Linked DNA regions of Gossypium hirsutum: region 2 is linked to region 1. The links are chromatin contacts, called in public Hi-C maps. All regions are on one chromosome and are shown on one strand. The core of a region is the stretch at or near the end of the contact, and the rest is flanking DNA. Distances in the headings are between cores, read along the strand shown.

What was found. Hi-C and Micro-C count contacts between places; a contact is called where the count stands out from the background.
Region 2: a contact with region 1 is called in a Hi-C map of leaf, with 1.9 times the contacts expected there. The contact joins the promoter of LOC107919874 here to the promoter of LOC107893963 in region 1. A contact is called at or near these places in 3 of 34 Hi-C or Micro-C datasets (all in leaf).

What each region holds. Positions count from the first base shown.
Region 1 is chrA13:18,774,034-18,779,797 of Gossypium_hirsutum_v2.1, forward strand. It overlaps LOC107893963 (UDP-galactose/UDP-glucose transporter 3), which reads left to right and starts at 2,561. Exons shown (of 7, transcript XM_016819126.2): 1 at 2,561-2,934; 2 at 3,478-3,575; 3 at 3,693-3,823; 4 at 4,028-4,058; 5 at 4,194-4,297; 6 at 4,479-4,600; 7 at 5,022-5,675. The coding sequence starts at 2,831. The coding sequence ends at 5,427.
Region 2 is chrA13:19,601,441-19,607,204 of Gossypium_hirsutum_v2.1, forward strand. It overlaps LOC107919874 (F-box/kelch-repeat protein At1g26930), which reads left to right and starts at 3,131. Exons shown (of 3, transcript XR_005907554.1): 1 at 3,131-3,824; 2 at 4,421-5,764.

The DNA of each region.
Region 1 (5,764 bases), core at 1,311-3,810:
CGACAACATTATACTATCCAACCAAACAATGCAATACTATTATTTATCTATTCTATTCAGTGAACCAAACTGTATAATGCTTATTTACATGTCTATTATATTCCTACTGAATAGTTATTCAATTCTTATTTTATTTCATTCCTGTGAACCAAATGTGTCATCATTTTTAGTTGAAATAGTAAAAATGAGGCTTCGAAAATTAGTGTCTTATGTTCAAGTTCATGTGCGGTATTTTTTATATTTATCAAGTTTAAATAGATTTTATATAAAAATAAATAAAGAAAAAACACTCTTATAATAATATTTATTATTTTGTAAAAAAAAAGAGTTTTTAGTCACTTTCTAACTGAATTGGCATCTATTGATTTGTGACATCAATTCAATAACTTAAATATAATACAAAATGATTCAAGATCTAACCCTTAAAAGTAGGCACCAGGCCCTTTAAAATTAGAAACTTTTATTTTAGACCTCCTAAATTTATAAAATTATAAATTAATATATGGCAAAATTACAGTTTAACCTTCTAAAAATGATAAAATTTTGATTATCTTTCTAAAAACTATAAAGATATAAACCAATACAATGATAAAAGTGCATTTTAAATACTATAAGAATATATAAATTAATCTCGCTTATCTAGAAAAAAAATTTAGGTTCGCCTCTAGTTAGACGCTATTTGACATTATTTATTAGGGGCAAAAAAAGTGCTTTTTCAATCCCAAAAGCAATAACAAACATTTGGCTTTTTAGGGTTGAAAGTATAGGAAAAAAGTGCTTTTCCACCCAAACCCCAAAACTAAAGTGTTGGTGTTGGTGTTGGTGTTGGTGTTTTTGATTTTTTATTTTTGTATGCTGAAACTCAAATTATTAAAATATCTTTAATTATAATAACTATTTAAAATTTAGTTTAACTTATTATTATGTATTATTATATTAAATTATTTAAAAATATCATTCTATTAAATAATTTAAATATAAATTCATTTTTAAAATTTTAAAATTTTTCATGTATCATTACATTTACAAATAATTTATTAATTATTTAAAAAATATTTAAAATACATATTTCATGTAAAATTATATTAAATTATTTAAATATTATCTAAATTAATTTATTGTTAATTTCTAAGTCTAAATTTATATTACAATTTTTATAATAATACCAAACACTTACAATTAACAAAAATACATTTTTTCATAACATTTCCCAAACTTTATAAAAGCAATTAGCAATAGAAATGTTAAACTTATCCTATTGTAAGCTTGTAAATTTTAACTTGAAAAATAATAAAATATTTTATGCATAATTACTAAAAAAATAAAAACTAATTTAGAAAACGCATTAGAATATTTTAAATTTCTGTCCCTGCACCTAACATATTACTTTTCATGCAATGGATCAAAATGATTGCATAAAAACTAAACCGGGCTTCCAAAAGAATTAGACCAATCCCTGTTGCGGCCCATTTAGGTCCAACCATTTCATTTATTGGCTTCCCTTCAAAGTCAAAGAGAGCTTTTAAATAGTTCTAATTTCGAAATTTCTCCCACTACTTTACAAGAATTGAGAAATTAGTCCACCTATTTCTATTTGTAATAATTTGGTTTCTGTACTTTAGAAAACTAAAAGGTTAGTATTGTTAAATCTCAAACTTAAAAATCAACCTTTCAACTATTTATATACGAAAGAAAATAGTGAAATTCAATAGTTGAGTAATTTATATGCAAAAATGACCAAAAATTACTATTTCAATAATTATATTAACTCCATAGTTTTAATAAAGTATGAAGTATGGGAGTAACTTGGCCGAGTCAAAACCGAAATTCAGGACTTGATATTTGGCTCAAGCTCAATTAAACATTAAATTTTAAGTTTGGGCTCAACTTAAGACATTATTGATCTACTTGAGCTCAAGTTCAATTAAGTTCCTTTTATCAATTTTCATATTCAAGCACGATTAAACTCACCTATACTTAAACTCTTTCTATATGATAAGGACAATTACATAATTTCATAATATAAAAATATATTACAATGAAAAGCTTGGTTAGATTTGTAAGTCGTTTGGATTGAGTATCATGATTCTCAAATCTATTTGAATAATAGCTTGAGTTGCTCGGGCTCGACTTGGTTATTATCAAATTGAATTTGAGGTTTTTTTTTTATTTACTTTTCATATGAGTATAACATTATGATTACTAGTTTTTATTTTTTGATACAATGCCTAGAACTATCTATAGTCCCTCTTCAACCCTAAATAAGAAGATAATGTGCTTCAGCACGCACGAACCCACATTCTCTTGCGTTGACAATAATGCCGATGCCAACTGAGCTAAGATTAATTAACTAAAGTTGAGTTATTTTTAGTTGAAATTGAATGGCTTTTGAGTACTAATATCTCATTTGCACAGCTTGTATGAAGACTAAATTGTGAAAAATTAAAATAAATGATTAATTTTGTTAAAATTCATAAATCAAAGGGATGAAATTTAAAATTAGACCTATAGAAAACTTTTTGGACGTTACGGTGGGGTTGAACATGAAGCTTGACGGAGGGATTGGAGAAACAGCACAAGGCCGCGTTTCAATAACCAATCAAAAGAAAGTCATGAAGTCATCAATCCAATAAAATAAAGACACGTGGGTAACCCACGTAACTTGGCGCTCCCTTCTTATTTTATGTTTTTCATTTTTGCTTTTTTTCACAAAAGATCTCTTTTTCCCTCTTTCGTGATCTTCGATCTCCGTTCTTTTTCCCTTTTGGGTTTACCATATAATCTTCGCAATTGAATCAAAGTGAGAAAACAGTTATCGAGCGGCGTCGTAATGGAGGCACACGGCGCCGGACTCCGGCGAGTTTTGGTGTTGGCATTTTGCGTTGCCGGGATTTGGTCTGCCTATATTTACCAAGGCTTTCTTCAGGAAACTCTGTATGTATTATTTTTGTTTTTATTTTATTTTGTTATGTTTGATTTCTTCTGAACCTTTTTCGATTAGTTATTGCTTTGCTTGATCTGTTGTTGGAAATCCTTTTTGAATGTATTTTTTTTTTAATTTGCAACGAATTATTCGTAATCTTAGTTAATTCAGAGGTAGGTTTAGATGCGAAGAATAAAAATTTTGGATCTAGGTTAACATGTTACGGTTCGTTATTGATATGACTGTTATTTCTTTGAATTTGAATAAATTGTCGTGATTCTTCCATTTCTTCTTTTTACTTGGAACTTCTTTTTGTAGATAGCAACTGTTCATTTAAATAGTATCGTGTGTGTGTGTATTAATTTTTACTGATTTTGCGCTGGCATTTTCAAAATTTCACGTTGATAAATTGTTTTGCATTGATAAATTTCAAATTGCTAAAATGGATAGATGGGTGACCCGTCTTGGGAGAAAGATGTAGCTTTTCAACGAGTAAATTGTAGTCGTTTATGGTTTTCTAATTACATTTTCTTTTTATACTTTGTTGAGTTTAGGTCCACCAAGCGATTTGGTTCCGACGGGAAGAGGTTTGAGCATCTTGCATTTCTTAACTTGGCGCAAAATGTGGTCTGCTTAGTTTGGTCTTACATAAGTAAGCTTCTCCATTTGCACTATCATAATGTTTTTATAAATTTGGCTATATATGTACCATTGACTGGTGAGAATTATGGAAAATAATAATATGTTTGTTTTTGTGTCTTTCATCCAGTGATAAAGCTTTGGTCCAGTAGAAGCAATGGTGGTGCTCCCTTGTGGACTTATTGGAGTGCTGGAATCACAAATACAATTGGTCCGGCCATGGGTATAGAAGCATTGAAGTACATCAGCTACCCGGCTCAGGCATGTCTTTGATTCTCCATACTTTTATATGTCTTCTCTTTTTGCCTCATCTGTTTAAGTTCCCTCTAGTTATTGCCCATTAAGGTATTACCTGAATTGACAGATTGTTTAAATTCCTAGTTTGGCTGCTTTTGTAGGTGAACATGTGTAGTTGGAGTCTTTGGTATTAAGTTTAACGCTTAATGTTGCTTGTCTCTCTTGCAGGTGTTGGCCAAGTCCTCAAAAATGATTCCTGGTAAGATATAACTTATTTTTTGCAATTCCTTTTTCTCACGTGTTTTCATTGATCGGTACATTTCTGGTATAATGTAAACTCCTTTTCTCATCTTGTTTCAGTAATTAGCTAATAATGTATTATATGTTTATGCAGTCATGCTGATGGGCACTCTAGTTTATGGTATTCGATACACTTTCCCCGAGTATGTCTGTACTTTCCTTGTGGCTGGAGGAGTATCTGCTTTTGCACTTATGAAGGTGGGAAAATGTTAAAAGTTATGACTGTAAAAAACATTGCTACTTTTATTTTGTGATTTATAATTGCTATCTTGCTTATTTTCTAGGCATATTGGAGGAGTAAATATCATTAAGCTTCCCCTATGAAACTCCTGTTCTGAGTCATATATTGCTCTTGTGTCTGCTTTGATCTTTATTCCAGACTAGCTCTAAAACAATTAGCAAGTTGGCACACCCCAATGCACCCCTTGGATATGGGCTCTGTTTTTTGAACCTTGCATTTGATGGCTTTACAAACGCTACGCAGGATTCAATAACTGCAAGGTATGTTTGTGGAAACATTTTCATACTTTTTATCTTTGGTGCCGTGTTCTTCTCTTAAAGCATTTATTATTATGATCATCATCATCATCTTAACATGGACATTGCTTTTTGGACAATAATCCTAGTATTTTGAAAATAATTGTAATAGAGGGATTGAGTTTTGAAGCAACTGGCTGACTTCAATATATACTCTGCTTTGTAAATCTTCAAGAATGAATTTTTGGCAATCAAGATTCATGAGAACTAAACAGATCAGCTTGCTGACACAACAAACCTCGGTTCCTCCATTTCTTGCTGTGGCCCCTAAAAATCCTGCAATTATTGATATCTTGCCAGCCTTTTTTTTATTCTAATTAGAACTGATTTTCTCTTGTTAATTCAAGTTTATATCGCTCAAATCTTTTTGGTTTCCTTTGCCTAGGTATCCAAAGACAAGTGCTTGGGAAATCATGTTGGGAATGAATCTATGGGGCACCATATACAACATGATTTACATGTTTGGCTGGCCGCATGGTAGTGGTTTCGAGGCAGTCCAGTTTTGCAAGCAGCATCCAGAAGCTGCTTGGGATATTCTCCTCTATTGCCTCTGCGGTGCTGTTGGCCAAAATTTCATCTTTCTTACCATAAGTCGATTTGGCTCCTTGGCAAACACAACCGTTACCACCACACGCAAATTTGTCAGTATCGTGGTGTCTTCTCTGCTGAGTGGCAATCCACTGTCCCCAAAGCAATGGGGTTGTGTACTAATGGTCTTCTCTGGGTTGTCATACCAAATCTACCTCAAATGGAGGAAGCTGCAGAGGCTGCCGAAAAAGAAAAAGACCTAAAGGATGCCCTCTTTTGACAGTTTTGAACTTTACGAACTCTCATCTTTTCCCTATTGTATTTTTTAACCGTCCCTACGGTATACTATCATTGCAGCCCTAAGGTTCAATGGTATCCCAATTTTAAGACAAATACTTAGAAATTGGTAGATGTAATTGAAAAGATCTTCATCTGTATTTGTCAACTTATCATATCAAGGTTTATGAAAGAAGGCTTTAGTTGCATCGAAAGAAGATGCATTTCTCGTCTACTTTTTCCCCTACCCACAAATAGAAAATGTATCTTAATATTGGAAGTCTAATCTTACATTTATTGGGTGTTAAGGCATTATATGAACTA
Region 2 (5,764 bases), core at 1,881-4,380, 830 kb after region 1:
TAAATTATAAATAATAAAATTAATTATAATTTAAATAAAAATATTCCAGATTGGTTTATATAATAGTAGTTTTATAGGTTGTGAACTGAAAAATCAAACTAGATAAATTTAAGTAAGGGTAGCTATTAGTAGTCACTCAATTATTAATAAATTTATTTTTTGGTTAATCAATCATAAAAAGTTACAAAATAATAAAAAAATTTGTCACCAATTGGATAACGATGATAGTTTTTAAAATTATTATAATAGCAACTTCGAACCTCAACATTTATAAATTATATCAATTTAGTTTTAAATCTAAAAAATTTAACCATCATCATTTATATATTGTGTAATTTGTCCTTTATTTATAATTTTATTTTTCTTTGTAACATTAAGAGTTAATTTAAAAAATAAAATAAGAAAAGATAAAAAATTATTATATTGAATATTGGATGTTTACAATTTTTTTGTATATTTTAAATTAGATTTAACTGATAATTTTATTTTTAGTTGGTTGTATATTAGTTTTTTAATTTAATCCTATTTAATGGTATGACGTAGTTAACTTTTTTATCTTCACAAAATAGAGGGATGCTATCATCGAAATTCATTAATTTTGTATAATAATATTAAAAAAAACTAAAATATTAGTGATTTATTTGGGAGTGATGATTATATTTGAAGGTGAGTAAGCATGAAAGTGATGAAGCCGACCGACCCCTATCAATAACCTATAAAATTATATAATGAATGTATAAATTAAAAGTTAAAATGATTATTAAGAATCTTTGCACAGTGAAAGTTGATGACAAAATGCGTTATTATTAATTTACATTTTTCTTTTTCTCTTTTTCCTATTATCTATACAACTATCCAGAGGAAGGAAACATAGCCAAAAATAACATATATCAATATTTCATAATAAATGGCCTTAAAACTTCACTGTGTACATTCATTTTTTTAAAGTTAAATTATAATTATAAAAAATAAATAAATTCAAATGACCTATTTTCACACTTTTTCTCCCTATTTTCCTTTGGCAATTTTTTTTTGGTGTGTTTTAACTGTTTTTTAGTGAAAATTTTTGTTAAATGCTGTCAAATTGATTTTATGTTTATAAATAAATCTTATTTTGCTTTCTCTGAAAGCGGTGATGATAACAATAATCTGTTTTTTGTTTTATTTTAAAGTTGTGGCGATGTTCATAGTTGTATTTTTTAAATTTTTTTTCTTTTATGCCTATTTTACAATTCACGTTAATGCATGGTAGTTTTTTTAATAATGCATCTTTAAGATCGAACATAGGTTTTTTTCTTGAAAAAGAGTTTTAATTTTTAGCGTTTATTTTAGTTTAGTTTTTAAAATGTTTCGAATGAAGTTGAGTCACTTGTAAATTGACTTTGTGCATCACCAATGTTAAAAAGCTTTTTAGGAACTTTTGGCATTATTGCTATCAATTAGAATTAATTGTCGGCATAGTTTGGTGGTAGCAAAGCTAGGATGTTACATGGTAATGCGCCTTTAGTAGTTTATCGGTATTGCCAATTTAACGATCTTTGTTGTGTGCATTTTTCATTCATTAGACTTTTATGACAACCACGATAAACAACTATCAGAACAATAGGAATAAATGATTCTAAAAGTTATTTCCATTTTGGTTTTCTTTATTTTGGTGCATTTTTCTATTTGTACTTAACTGTCATTGTTTAATAACTTGTGTTGTCATTCCAATTTGGCACCTCACTAATTTTAATTTTTATGTTACAATACTGATTTAAATTAATGTAATTTTCATTTAATTTTGAAAAAAAGTAAAATTAATGACTTGATGCATCCCAAAGTAAATTGGAAAAACTGTGAACAATTTAATCATTAATGTATTTAAAAATATTAAAATTTTGATTTTTCATTTTCATATAACCTTAGAAAGGTAATTTAACCCCCCCCCCAAAAAAAATACAACATAAACACAAAATTTGTGGATCAACTTATACCAAACGTAAGTGCCAGTTTTGGCATTGCCAGCTAGGACTGTTGCCATTTTGCTTATTGATTTAATTCAGGTGTTTAAAAAGGGTGTTTAAAACGTGATGCTTTGTTAAGGAATAAAAAAAAACTCCTACATTTGTTGCATGATTTTTATTATAAAAATAAATTATCTTTTAAAATATTTGTTTACTCAATGTAGTTAAAAAATAATAAATAATTCTTTCAAATTTGAAATTTCAAAAATTTCAAATGTAAAATAAAAAAAAACCTTGATTATTATTTTTTTCAAAATAAATGGCTTTAAATTCAACAATTTTCTTTTAAAGGAAATAACCCACAGCTTACTCTTAACAATAATAATATATATTTTTCCATAATTAGCAATAAAATTTGCCCATTGTTAATGTGCTTTTTTCCCACCTAATTAGCTAATTTAGCAGAATAACTTTTGCAAATTGAGAAATCACTCAAATTTGTTAGGTCTGTTTATGGTTATTTTTGGCCTCATCTTTAATTTGGCTTGAAAAATACCTTTTTTTATTTAAAAAATAGGTCAAATTGTAGTTTTACTCCTTATAATTTAATTTGGAATAATTAGATCCTCTAATTTTATAATATCATTGCTTTGTCCAAGTAGCCTGTTAGCTATTTTAGTTTAAAATACTAATATTAATATTTCTTAAAAGAAATCATTTTAGCACAAAACTAATTGCTAATATTATATAAAATTAAAATATTAAGATTAAATCGGATTAAATCATAATTTAATTTAAAATATATTATTTAAATCTTTCGAAAGATTGAACCATTTGTGGAATCGTAAATCTGGAATTTGATTTTTTTTTAAATAATCTTGTGGTAGGAAAAAAATGGGATTAAAAGCAAACCAAATATGTGGACGTGCTTAAAGTATCATATTAAGGGATAATTACGATTTTGATTAAGATTAAGATTACGGAAGTGATGATGGATAATTGTAGTGTGTAATTTGACTAGTCAATTCGATAATTACTTAATTAGTGTGGAACTTAATTTGTCTTCAAAAACGGCAGAAGCAGGGGATAAAAACTCCACTAACGGAAGCTGGCAGGCAGAGATTTGACCATTCCCCCCCCTCATTCATATATTTACTACTTGCACTGTTAAAAGGCGTAGGGGTACCTAAAATCTATTTTCTCCCGTTAAATTCATATATTTTTTAAGAAAAGAGAGTGAGAGAGAGGGACAGTTTTTATTCCATCACCTCCTCCGCCTCATCATCATCAATCACATAGTCAACACGTGTCTCACCCGGCGCTAACCGGTTACCGGTTTTCACTCCCCCTCTCCCTTTTTGTAGGTCCCACCACCGCCACCATCGCCGCCGTCCCCCGCCTGCCCTGCCTTCCCCTCATCACCACCCTCCCATTCTCTTTTTTTTTTTCCTTTATTTATAACTAGACTTCCGAAAACAAACAAAACTTAAAAACGAAAAAAAAATTATTTCATTAAACAATTTTTATTTTTTTTATTTTGGTTTGGAGAGAGAGAAAGAGAGAGAGCAAGTTTAAAGAGAGATAAAGGGGGTCTCTTATAGATTTTGCTCGCAAAGCCAAAACGAAAGCTCCCTCGCTCTGATTTGCAGAGAAAATCCAAAGGACAAATTAACCAGCCTATAGAGAAACAGAGAGAAAAAAAAAAAAGAAAAAAAATTTAAACGAAGAAACACGAGAACGCGAAGAACAACAACAGCAAATCAAAGGAACAACAACTGAAAAAAGAAAAAAAAAAGAAAAGAAAGAGAAAAGAGATAGTGTATTAATTTTTTTACGGAAAGAGATTCATTTCATTTTTTTCTTCTTCTTATCCAGTCAGTAAGTTCTTCGCAACATTAGTATTATGATTCTTTTATCATTTCCTTTATATGTCACTTCTTCGCTTTTGTTATTATTCTTTCCTTCTTTTTTTTTAATTTAATATTTCTATTTCGTTTATCACTTTGTGTTTATCTACTAATTAATGAGATGATATTAATGAAATTATAAACAGATCTGATTAGCTTTCGTTTCTTCTATTAGTTTGAATCTGATTGTTATTTTATTTTATTTTATTTGTTTTTGTTCTTGTTTGCCTTCAATGAAATTCTGAGATCTGGTACTTATTTTTCTTCAGCTTTGTTTGATCGTGAATTCTTTTGTTCTTGTTTTAACCAAATTTGCTTATGTTTAATTATTGTTTTTGACTTCTTTATTTTTTTTTTCGCCGCTGAATTTTTTTTTTCATTTTATAAGCCTGAATTTGGATCTTTGTTTTATTGGATTCGAGTTCCTGTTTGGTTTGGTTTATCGTTTTGAAAATTTATCTGAAACTGCTCCCTTTGTTTGCCCCTTGTTTTCTTGAATAGGTAGAATTTGTTAATCTTGACTGCGTTATGTTTTGGGGGGAGAAATAAAACTTGTGGTTGTTACAGTGATTTGAAAATTCCCATTGTTATTTTTGGGGATTTTCCCGTCTGAAGTCGGGAGGGGATCCTAAAGAGTCATGTTGGAGAACCGGTGCTGCAAGTCCTGTTTGGTGTTTGCAAGCTCTTGTCAGGAAGAAAGGAAGTGGGCTTACATGTACAATGGGAAGCGACCACGGGAATTCTCTGAATCCGATGGTTGTCAGGAAACCAAGTTGTCGAAGCTATCTTCTGATGATTCCTCGAGTGACGATAATAATTCTAATGCTTCTTCTCCACAAGACTCAGGTGACTTTCTCTTGCCAGGTTCTCATGACCAATCCGGTGACGATAGTAAGCGATCTGATTCTTCCTCGGATACAGACTCTTCTCTTATCCACCACTGCTCCATTGGTCTAGACAAACCGGATTTGGTTAACCAATCAGACAGTGACAGCCTGTCAGATTCTGTGGAGGAGTCACCAGAGGAACAGTCTGAGGACGATGGTGAAAATGATGATAGCAGCTTTTCTGATTCTCCCGAGGATGGTCATCGGAGTAATGCTGGGGATTCTTCGTCAGACTTGGATGCATTAATCCAACCAATTGGGAGAGATAATTCCATCAGTTGTCTGATTAGGTGCTCGAGGTCTGATTATGGTTCCATTGCCTCATTGAATCGGAGTTTTCGCTCCTTAATCAGGAGTGGCGAGATCTATAAGTTGAGGAGGCAGAACGGTGTTGTTGAGCATTGGGTTTATTTTTCTTGTCACCTCCTTCAATGGGAGGCATTTGATCCAATTAGGCATAGGTGGATGCATTTGCCAAGGATGCCTCCCAATGAATGTTTCATTTTTTCGGATAAGGAGTCCTTGGCTGTTGGAACTGAATTGCTTGTATTTGGGAAGGAGGTAACTTCCCAGGTTATATATAGGTATAGTATTCTGACGAACTCATGGACTACTGGGACCAGTATGAATGCTCCGAGGTGCTTGTTTGGATCAGCTAGTCTTGGAGAAATTGCAATTTTAGCTGGTGGTTGTGACTCTCAGGGTAATATCCTGAGCTCTGCAGAAATGTACAATTCTGAGACTCAGAAATGGGAGACTCTCCCAAGCATGAATAAGCCAAGGAAGATGTGTAGTGGTGTATTTATGGATAAGAAATTTTACGTGATTGGAGGAATTGGTGGAGCCGGGAAGGATGCACGGGTTCTCACTTGTGGTGAGGAGTATGATTTAGAGACAAAAAAGTGGACTGAAATTCCCAATATGTCTCCTGGAAGAAGTGGAGCGGCCGCAGAGATGCCTGCGGCAGCTGTGGCACCCCCTCTGGTTGCAGTTGTTAATAATGAACTGTATGCCGCTGATCATG